Linked DNA regions of Sus scrofa: region 1 is linked to region 2. A link is a contact called in public HiChIP or PLAC-seq data. All regions are on one chromosome and are shown on one strand. Each heading gives the region's core, a stretch centred on a gene start, on an enhancer-like site or on the middle of the called end of the contact. The rest is flanking DNA. Distances are from core to core; before and after follow the strand shown. Region 1 overlaps NOL4L (nucleolar protein 4-like). Region 2 has its middle 11 kb from the start of MYLK2.

Evidence for each region. HiChIP or PLAC-seq counts read pairs in DNA pulled down with a chosen protein or histone mark.
Region 1: a contact with region 2 is called in an H3K27ac HiChIP or PLAC-seq map of alveolar macrophages. The contact joins two enhancer-like sites. A contact is called at or near these places in 1 of 47 Hi-C or Micro-C datasets (embryonic fibroblasts) and 1 of 2 datasets of contacts at active chromatin or transcription factors (alveolar macrophages).

The regions. Positions count from the first base shown.
Region 1 is chr17:36,075,035-36,079,439 of Sscrofa11.1, reverse strand. It overlaps NOL4L (nucleolar protein 4-like), which reads left to right. Exons shown (of 11, transcript XM_021077429.1): 10 at 142-343; 11 at 4,048-4,405. The coding sequence ends at 4,268. Among named protein-coding and RNA genes, the nearest start is that of ASXL1, 91 kb to the right of the region's middle. Within about 2 kb of position 2,704, at least 12 of the 83 cell types and tissues checked have an H3K27ac peak or open chromatin away from gene starts, as enhancers often do. A contact at or near this core is called in alveolar macrophages, where this site is marked.
Region 2 is chr17:35,486,824-35,491,296 of Sscrofa11.1, reverse strand. No RefSeq gene overlaps it. Among named protein-coding and RNA genes, the nearest start is that of MYLK2, 11 kb to the left of the region's middle. Within about 2 kb of position 3,151, at least 16 of the 83 cell types and tissues checked have an H3K27ac peak or open chromatin away from gene starts, as enhancers often do. A contact at or near this core is called in alveolar macrophages, where this site is marked.

The DNA.
Region 1 (4,405 bases), core at 1,455-3,954, 590 kb before region 2:
CCAGGGAGAGGGCAGAGTCCTGCAGGTCATAGCACTGGTCCCAGTAAATCTGGGGCCACAGCCGCCATCCGCTCCTGTGCAGGAATAGGGTCGGGGCTTCCCACGCCTGTGGTTCCCCAGCACCTCCCTCCCCTTCTGCAGGACGAGCCCATAGCCCTGGACAAGCAGCACTCCCGGGACTCCACAGCCATCGCCCACTCCACCTACTCACTGCCAGCCTCCTCCTACTCCCAGGACCCTGTGTACGTCAACGGTGGCCTCAACTACAGTTACCGTGGTTACGGGGCCTTGGGCAGCAACCTGCAGCCCCCTGCCTCCCTCCAAACAGGAAATCACAGTAATGGTGAGTGCCAGACGCCTAGGCTCTCTGGCTCCCTGAGCAGCACCCAGTTTGTACCGTGGCCTTGGGAAGGGGGCAGGGCAGGTGGGGCAGCAGAGGCCACAGGGACAGTGACTCCTTCCTGGCACAGGCAGTCTCCCCAGCTCATAGTCTTAGTCAGTCCTTAGGTTAGAAGGCAAGGTTAAAACTAACAGCCTGCCACTCCTTCCTCGCCGCCCAGGAGGCTTGCTGGGCCTCTCCCTGGTTCTGTCCCCGCACTCCTGCACCTCAAGGGTCACTGTGAGCAGAGTCCCAGCCGAAGCCCTGCTTTTCACCTGAATTGAGCCTCCCCACGCCCTCGTCTTACCCCAGATGACAAGTCCCAGTGAGATGGTTGCTGGCCCAGGTCTCACAGAGTGGATGGCAGTTGATCTGGCCCCTGCCTGGCCTAGTCCAGCTGCAGCGGCTTCAGGCAGGTCACCTCCTGCTCCAGGCCACGGCTCATGACCTTTACCCATGAGGTGAAGTTTCTTTCACTTGGGTGCAGGGCCTCAGCCCTGGTCCTTGCACTGTGGGGCCCCATTTGGGGCAATGGTTAGCCTTCTGTGCCTCCCTCCTCCATGAGCCAGTGACTCCCTAGATGCTCCCTGTAACTCCTCTCAGGAGATTCTGATGTGGACAGACACAGACCAATATTGAAGTAAAAAATCTCCAAAAGATAGAAACCTCACCATGGAGGTTAGGGGCTGCCCTGAGTGGGGACCACAGGCCCTTTCACACTGAGACCTGGGTGGTGGCCGCAGCAGGGCAAGAGCGGGTTCCCTGGTGGAGAGGAGCCGGCTGGCCTCCAGGAGCTGGCGGGTGTGGGTGCAGGGGATCCCAGGGCCTCTTGAGCCAGGCCTTTGGATTTCCTGTGTGCAGGGGAAGCCACAGTTAGGCTTTAAGCCTGGTGCTGTCTGCGTTTTGGTGAGGCTTTAATGGGGTGGACAGGAGGCAGGAGCAGTGTGCTCTGGGAGACCTTCGGAGGTGAGAGGAAGAGCCAGGGGTGACAGCAAGCTGCTGCTGGAGGAGTAGGTTAGAGGAGACTCTGGTGTTAGCTCTTGGCTGAATGTGCCTGAGAATTCCTGAAGCCCCCAGTCTGTGGCTGCAGGAGACCCTCCCTGTTCCTGGGCCGCGAGGAAAGGGGCCAATCCCTCCCTACCCCTGGCAGAAAGCCCGGGCACCCTCCACTCACCTTGCCCCCCCGCCCCCCAGGAAGTATGTGTGGGTCCCTGGAAGATTCCTGCCTGGGCTTAAGTTCTCATCCCTTCCTAATGCCTCTTAACCTAAAATAAGAGGCTGCCTGGCCCTAATCCCCGAGGCTGAGGCCAAAGTGGCCGGCTGCAGCAAGGGACAGAATGGCTTCCTGCTTTCTGTCCAGGAAGAAGCCCCGTCTGACAGCCCTGCTGAGTGAGGGCCCTGTTAGAGTGTGTCTGGAGACAGGTGCCAGGGCAGGGAAGTTAGAGCCCCCGTTGTGCATGGGGAGAGTCCTTCCCAGGTGGCGGGCCATGATGATAAGCCCCCACTGGTGCCACACAGCAGGGCCTGTCTCACGCCACAGCTGTCAGGGCTGCCCCATTGGCCTCCCTTGAGGGCCGGGCCTGCTACCCTCCTCACCCTGTTCACACACTGGCCAGAGAGGCTTCAAGGAAGGCACTAGCTCTGCCACTGTACCTTGGTCTCCCTGGCTTCTCAGAGCCAGGAAGGTGGTGAGGTCACGGAGGCAGAGATCCTCCCACTGACCTCCTTATCTGGGCAGCACATGTCCTGTGAGCACCGGGTTTGAATCCTGCAGTTGGAAGAACTCCACAGGCAGTCCCAGTCTCACTGCCCTCCCAGTGGCAGCCCTTTAACCAGGGTATGGGCATTTCTCCTGTGCTGAAGCATTGTCACTGCATCAGCTTGGGTCACTGCTGCAACATGAGTTTTTTTGGGCGTGGCGAAAAAAGAAAGAAAAACAGGATGCTTAAACAAGGGTTTGATCAGTTTGGCACCTTGGCTGGGCAGTGGTATTAGCGGGTCAGAGCTCCTCACTTTGCTCACGCTTGGATCTGAAAATGCACATCAGCCCAGAGAGACTGTCCTGCCTGGGTGCTGGGCAGCTCTGCCCACTCCTGCCCCTCTAGTAATCACCCGGCCACCTGAGTGTCTGCCTCGAACCAGAGCCCGACAGGGAGAGTCAGAGGGACAGCTCTGAGCCCAGGACTGAAGAGGACAAGGCTTGGGGGAGGCAGGAGGATAGAGAGGAAGCCCAAGCCAGCTCACACCAGCTGTAGCAGGTGACTCTAGCCTTCCTCTGCCATCCCCAGGCAGTGTCCAGAGGGGATCAAACCTGGCAGCAGCCAGGAGCCAGCACGCGCAAGTCCAGGGATGTTCCTTAGCAAGCCAGTTCCTGGGGCCTCCCATTTGACATTCATGTTCTCTTGTCAAAGAGGAAGTTAATCCCATGTGACAAGCTGTCCCATCTTAGATTCCAACTTCCTTCCCCATTTGGGGTCCGCACCAGCTTCTTTTTGGCAACAGTCGAGTTTCTGTAATTTCTTCCAAGGTTTTAACTTCCGGTCTAGATGTCTCTAGTGACAAGCGCTTGTCCATCGCTGTAGCACCATAAAAACTGCTACTGTAGATGCAATAATGAGTGAAACCAGCTGTCAGAACTAATGGGGTATCAGGGAGATGGCTGGTAACTGAGTACAGCCTCACACACCCAAGTAAGATAACTTCTGCTTGGGGAGGGGGGTGCGGGCATAGGGAGAGTGACTCGGAGAAGGCTCCCCAAGGAGGTCCCACACCGCCAGATCCCTTCCTTTGGCTGTTTGCTTGCTGAACACCTCGAAAGAATTGAACACAGAATTGAACAAAGAATTGAATTAAATTGAATTTAAATTCTAGGAGCTTCCATGCTTCCTGGAAGCCCTTTGCCAGTGCTGAGGGTCTCACTGGCATGGCTCGCCCCACCACAGCCTCACTGTGCTGCAGCTGAGGGCTGGGGCCTGGGGTAGTTAAGAATCTCCTGTGGAGCAGACCACCAGGCCAGGCTTGCCCGATGGCAAGAGCTGTTTGGGAAAGGTGGAGAGGAGACAGGACCTGGTGGCCCCACCACATAGCCCAGTACGTTTCAGTAAGCCTTGAGGCTCTCTCTTTGCTGGTACGTTCCAGGGCAAAGGGGAGGTGGCTGCTCTGGGTCCTGTCCCCACACGGCGACCCTCACACGGCCAGCCCACACTCTCCCGCCCTCGCAGCATCGCCCGTCCACCTCATTTGGACGCAGAAGAACTCATCAAAGTCAAGGGAGTTTGAGGTGTTGCAGCCCATCGGGAAAGGGCTTAGCCCTCCCAGCACCTTCCTGAGCCTGCTCCTCCAGCCCCTTTCCCTTGAGGCACAGTCCAGCCCTGCCTCTCTCCACACAGTGCCAGCAGTATCTTAGAGCCACACATGCACGTGCACAGTGCCATCTCCAGCCAACTGCTGCCCCTTCAGGCGCCAGCTGCCTCCCCAGTCACACATGATGATAAGGTCCCCTTCCTGGCAGGATCACCCTGGGGGCTCACAGGGAACAAACACCATGTTTCACCTGCAGGCCCCCTTCTAGGCCCTGGGGGTATAACCAGCGAGCCAGACGAGGATAGCATCAGGAGGCCGCGCCCGGTGTCTGCCGCCCTGCTCACCCTGGCTTTCCCTCTCCGCAGGGCCCACAGACCTCAGCATGAAAGGCGGGGCCTCCACCACGTCCACGGCGCCCACGCCCACGCCCTCCAGCAACAGCACCAGCCGGACCATGCCCACCGCCCAGCTCAGCCCCACGGAGATCAGCGCTGTCCGGCAGCTCATCGCCGGCTACCGGGAGTCCGCTGCCTTCCTGCTGCGCTCGGCAGACGAACTGGAAAACCTCATCCTGCAGCAGAACTGACCCAGCGGCACCCGGAGTGCACTGCCCCAGGGAAGGAGGCTCTCCCAGCCCCGGACCGGCTTCCCGCCTCACCAGTTGGTACCTTTTGTTTTTTGAAAGAGGTGGATCCAGAAGAGCTGTTTCTAGCCACACTCCAA
Region 2 (4,473 bases), core at 1,902-4,401:
GGGTCCAAATTCTGACTGCCATTTACCAGCAGTGCGACTTTGGGAAAGTAACTTAAACTCTGAGCCTCAGTTTCCTCCTCCGCCATATGACTTGTTGGAAGGACCTATGGAAAAGCATTCTTCCTTCGGTCTTTATTCTGGTAATGGAGTCTTGGCTAAGGGGATAAACACCTACTCAACCAACTCAGCAGCTCTCCCGGGTAACATGAACGGGCTGCACAAATATGATGCCAGGGAGCTTGGAGGGGAGGTGTGTTTTCTCCTCCACACGGGCTCTGTTTTGCCCTGGGTGCTGAGGCTCACACAAGAGAATGGCTGCTGGCTCCCTGGTCCCTAGAGACCTTTTGAGTTGGGAGACCTGTTGTCCATCCAAATAATGTGCAACGAAGAGTCAGGGAGCCTACAGTGTAGACATCCACCTCCAACCAATAAGAACGCGATTTCTGTAAGGTCAGCTCAAATCCCTCACCTCTCTGCTTGCACAAACTCCCACGGAGTCTCCTTCCTGAGGAGTGCCTCTGCTCCTCTCGCTGGCTGCTGACTCTAGCAGCTGCTGGCCCTGTCCTGTCAGGCTGTTGGCTTTGTGAGTAAACAGCAGGGGCTTCTGGCAACCCCTGGTGACACACACCCACTGACAATTAATATTGAATATGTGACTCAAGCAGGGCCACACTGAGTCACACTGTCCAATAGGGATGAATAAGTGCCCATTGTGCTCCCAGAGTGCTCTGGGGCCATGTTAAAGCTAGGAGCAAATTCTCATCCATGGAACTGGAGGAATGGTCCTTTCCAGAAACATTGTTTTAATTTCTACCAGGAAGACACTGAGACCCAGAAAATGTGACATGTGCAAGGACATAAAACCAGAAGCCACTCTCCCAATCTAGGGTTCAAGCCACTAATTTTTGTGCACCTTCAGAACAAAAAGAGTCTAAGTCCCTTTGACCATAAACATCACAAAAACTGAGTTGCAGCGGAGAGAAACAGAAGAGCAGTAAGACGAGGGGAGACGTCCTTAAACTGCCTCTAGCAGCTGAAGAACCCGCTATTAGCAACCTCACATCGTGGAAAAGCCAAGGATGGGAGGGACTTCCTTGCTGGAGTCTGTCAGAATTCATTGAGCATTCTGTACAGTCTTTAACTGGTTCCAAGGTCAAGAGAAACATCAGAAAATATGTGTGTGTGTCAGAGGACATTATTCAGGGATTAGTCCCCTGGAGTGATGTGGGCTAGATTTCCTCTTCCAGAACAACCCTTGGAAAGTCCTCAAGAGCTAGCACTCTGGTCTCCAGCATAACTTCATTTAAGTTGAAATAGAAATCTAGCCTGCTAGGGGTGCCCTCTTGCAGTGACGGAGCAGCTGACTATAGAAAAATATAAATGTCAAACTAGGACGAATGTGGTTAGGACGAATGTGGTTAGAACAAATTGTCGGGGGAAAAAAGCTGAAAACATTCCAGCTGAAAGAGCCTTATTTATTTTTCTCATTCAGTCACCTCTTTGACGATATGGAAACTGAGGTCCAGAAAAAGGGAGTGCCTTGTTAAAGGTCAGCCGGTGTGCCAGTGCCAGGAGGTGGATTATATTCCCTGCCTCTACTCTTCCCAAGACACACCGCAGCCCAGCTAGAGTTAAGAAAGACAAAGGGCGTTTCCTTTCAAATCTGATCTCCAGGCTCTGAGACAGCCACCCCCCGTGTACGTCTGTCTTAAGATGTAGAATTCCAAGACTTTAAAACGACATACCTAGAATTCTCTCCAGAAAGGCTTTGCTAAATGCCGGTGAACTCTTCTGCTGGGCACCAGTGCCAGTTACACTGACATCAGGTCGGCCAAAGAGAGCTTTCCAGTGTGCAAGTGTGTATGCCAGAATGTCGTCATTGACTATGCTTTTGGGAGGGACTTACATTTTAATAATTTAATTGAATTACAAAGATTGACTAAGTGGTTTGAAACAGCCATTTAAAGTTTAGAGACAGACATAATACATTAGGGGGACAAAGAAATCTGTCCTATAAATAGCCTAGAAAAATCTTTTGCGAAACAAACCTTTTCAATGGGGAGAAGCAAACTCAGAACACAGGAACAATATGCTGCTGTTAGAATTGGTATTTTCAGAGTATGCAACAATACGGGAAAAATATTTGCATTAATACTATGCAAAATGAAAAAAAGGAATACTTTGTATGTCAGAAAAACTCTACACTGTAGAAAAACACACTAAAGTTTTAGGGAGTATGTCAGCGTAAGGCCACTGACTTTTCATCGCTCCTCGCCACTAAGCGTAACAATGCTGCCCCAAACTGCTTTTCCTATTGTATTTTACAACTACTCATTGTTTAGTATTTGACCCACTGAAAACTACATCTCCCACCCTTGCTCCTGAAAGGAGTCCTGAGAATATCACTGGTACCAAAATAAGGTAGGCAACAATTTTTAGCCCATTCATACACCTGCCTGTGAGGTTCTGGGATACCAGTCTCAAACGACATGGGTTTAGGCAGATCAGACAGGCCAAGTTTTTATTTCCTTTCTGTGTCATAAAATTTTAAGAAAAGAAGAGAAGGCAATTGATGCTTTAGGGCTAGGCAGTCTGGTGAAATAATTCTTGACAAAACCTAGTATTTTCCTAAGCCCCTGCAACAATAGTTTCTCGGAGTAAAATGTCAGCATTTGTCAAGCCCTTTCAGGAAGCTGCTGATAACCTTCAGTGCTTAAGAGTCATGCTTTGACGTGAGCCCAGCCTCTTATTCTCTTGCAAGAAAGAGAAGTGCAAATACGATGAGGTATTTCTGGTTTTGACATCCGTAACCTTTGCTACAGAAAGTAGAGTGGGTATGCAGGAATACAAAAAACAAGGAAAAAGTGTTTGTCCCCAGGCTTCTTTTTTATAGCAACTACACTGGCTTTAGCTGGATAACAAATTGTCCTGGAATTCTTGGCATTGGAGCAAACATGTCAGCTCCGTGGTTACGCCTTCGTCACTGCTCAAAGTACTGCACACTTTAACCTTCCTGCTCTTTCCATAGGCCTGGGTTTGTCCCATACCCAGGAAACTTTATATGTTGTCTAAACTGAGCATCCCAGCAGGCTGCAAGGCAGATGGCAGCTCAGGATTCAGAATGTTGACCGACTCCTACCTGGATCCACACCACCAAGCTATAACTCAGCCTGGCTGTGCAGAAATAGGAGCCCGGCCACGTGGCTGACAGCTTTTTTAACTGCTACTCTCAGCAATGAGGAACTTCTCCAGCAGTCAAGATTCAGAAAGGAACTGAAAAGGAAGCATGTCAAGAGCTACCGAAGGGGATATACAGGTCCGACCGGATACTCAAGCCAATAAGCCCCCAAGGCTCAGCTAAGCCAGGGGGAGCTAAAAGACTGGGTATTGCCAAGCTGCCCTCAAGCCCTTGGGACCTCAGGTCATTAGCCCAGGACATCACACAGAGGAACTGGACATCACTACTGGACATCTGCCTTCAGGTCACTAGATTCTCATAAGAAGCTTCATACTTCAGCCAGGCAGAAAGCTAGTACACACCTGAGGTAGCACCTGAACCACATCATTCAATGCAGAACATATGAAAGAGCAAGGAACAGAGTATAAATTATGACATTATTTATGGAAAAACAAAAGGGAGCAGGTGAAGTCATCTCTGCAAGGGAACATACTTGGCAGCACTATCTGGGGTGGGAACTGAACTTGTAGCTTTTGAATTTTGAATGAAGTGCGACACTTACAGAACAAATTAACATTAAAGGAAATGCATAATACTACAATCTCATTGCTATAAAAAAAAGGAAAACGCTGGAGTTCCCATCGTGGCGCAGTGGTTAACAAATCCAACTGGGAACCACGAGGTTGCTGGTTCGATCCCTGGCCTTGCTCAGTGGGCCGAGGATCCGGCATTGCCGTGAACTGTGGTGTAGGTTGCAGAAACGGAGTTCCCTGGTAGCTTAGTGTTGTTGCTGCTGTGGCATAGGTTCAATCCCTGGCCTAGGAACTTCTGCATGCTGCAAGCATGTCCCCCGCCCCAAAGGAACTGCAATCTCACCTCCAAGAATCTCTAAACTCCTGAAGCGTTTTATCTGTCTGTCTCACATTACTCAATTACATCGTATCTCGTGTTACAATTGTGTAAGTCTAGACTTACCTCTATTCAATGCTGGAGCAACTGCCACTGCAGCCTGTCTACTACTCAAGCTCTACTTTCTAAGGACAAAATTCTATGGAAAAGAACTGGTAAGGAATAAAACAGCAGTCAAGATGGCAACAAAGCAATTACATAAGAACAAAATGATCAAAGTAAAAGTGAACGATGACCTTGTATTAATTAATCAGCACAAGACTATTAGTAATGGGAAACTATAACAAGTTAAAACACCAAGGCGTTCCCGTTGTGGCGCAGCAGAAACGAATCCGACTAGGAACCATGAGGTTGCAGGTTCGATCCCTGGCCTCGATCAGTGGGTT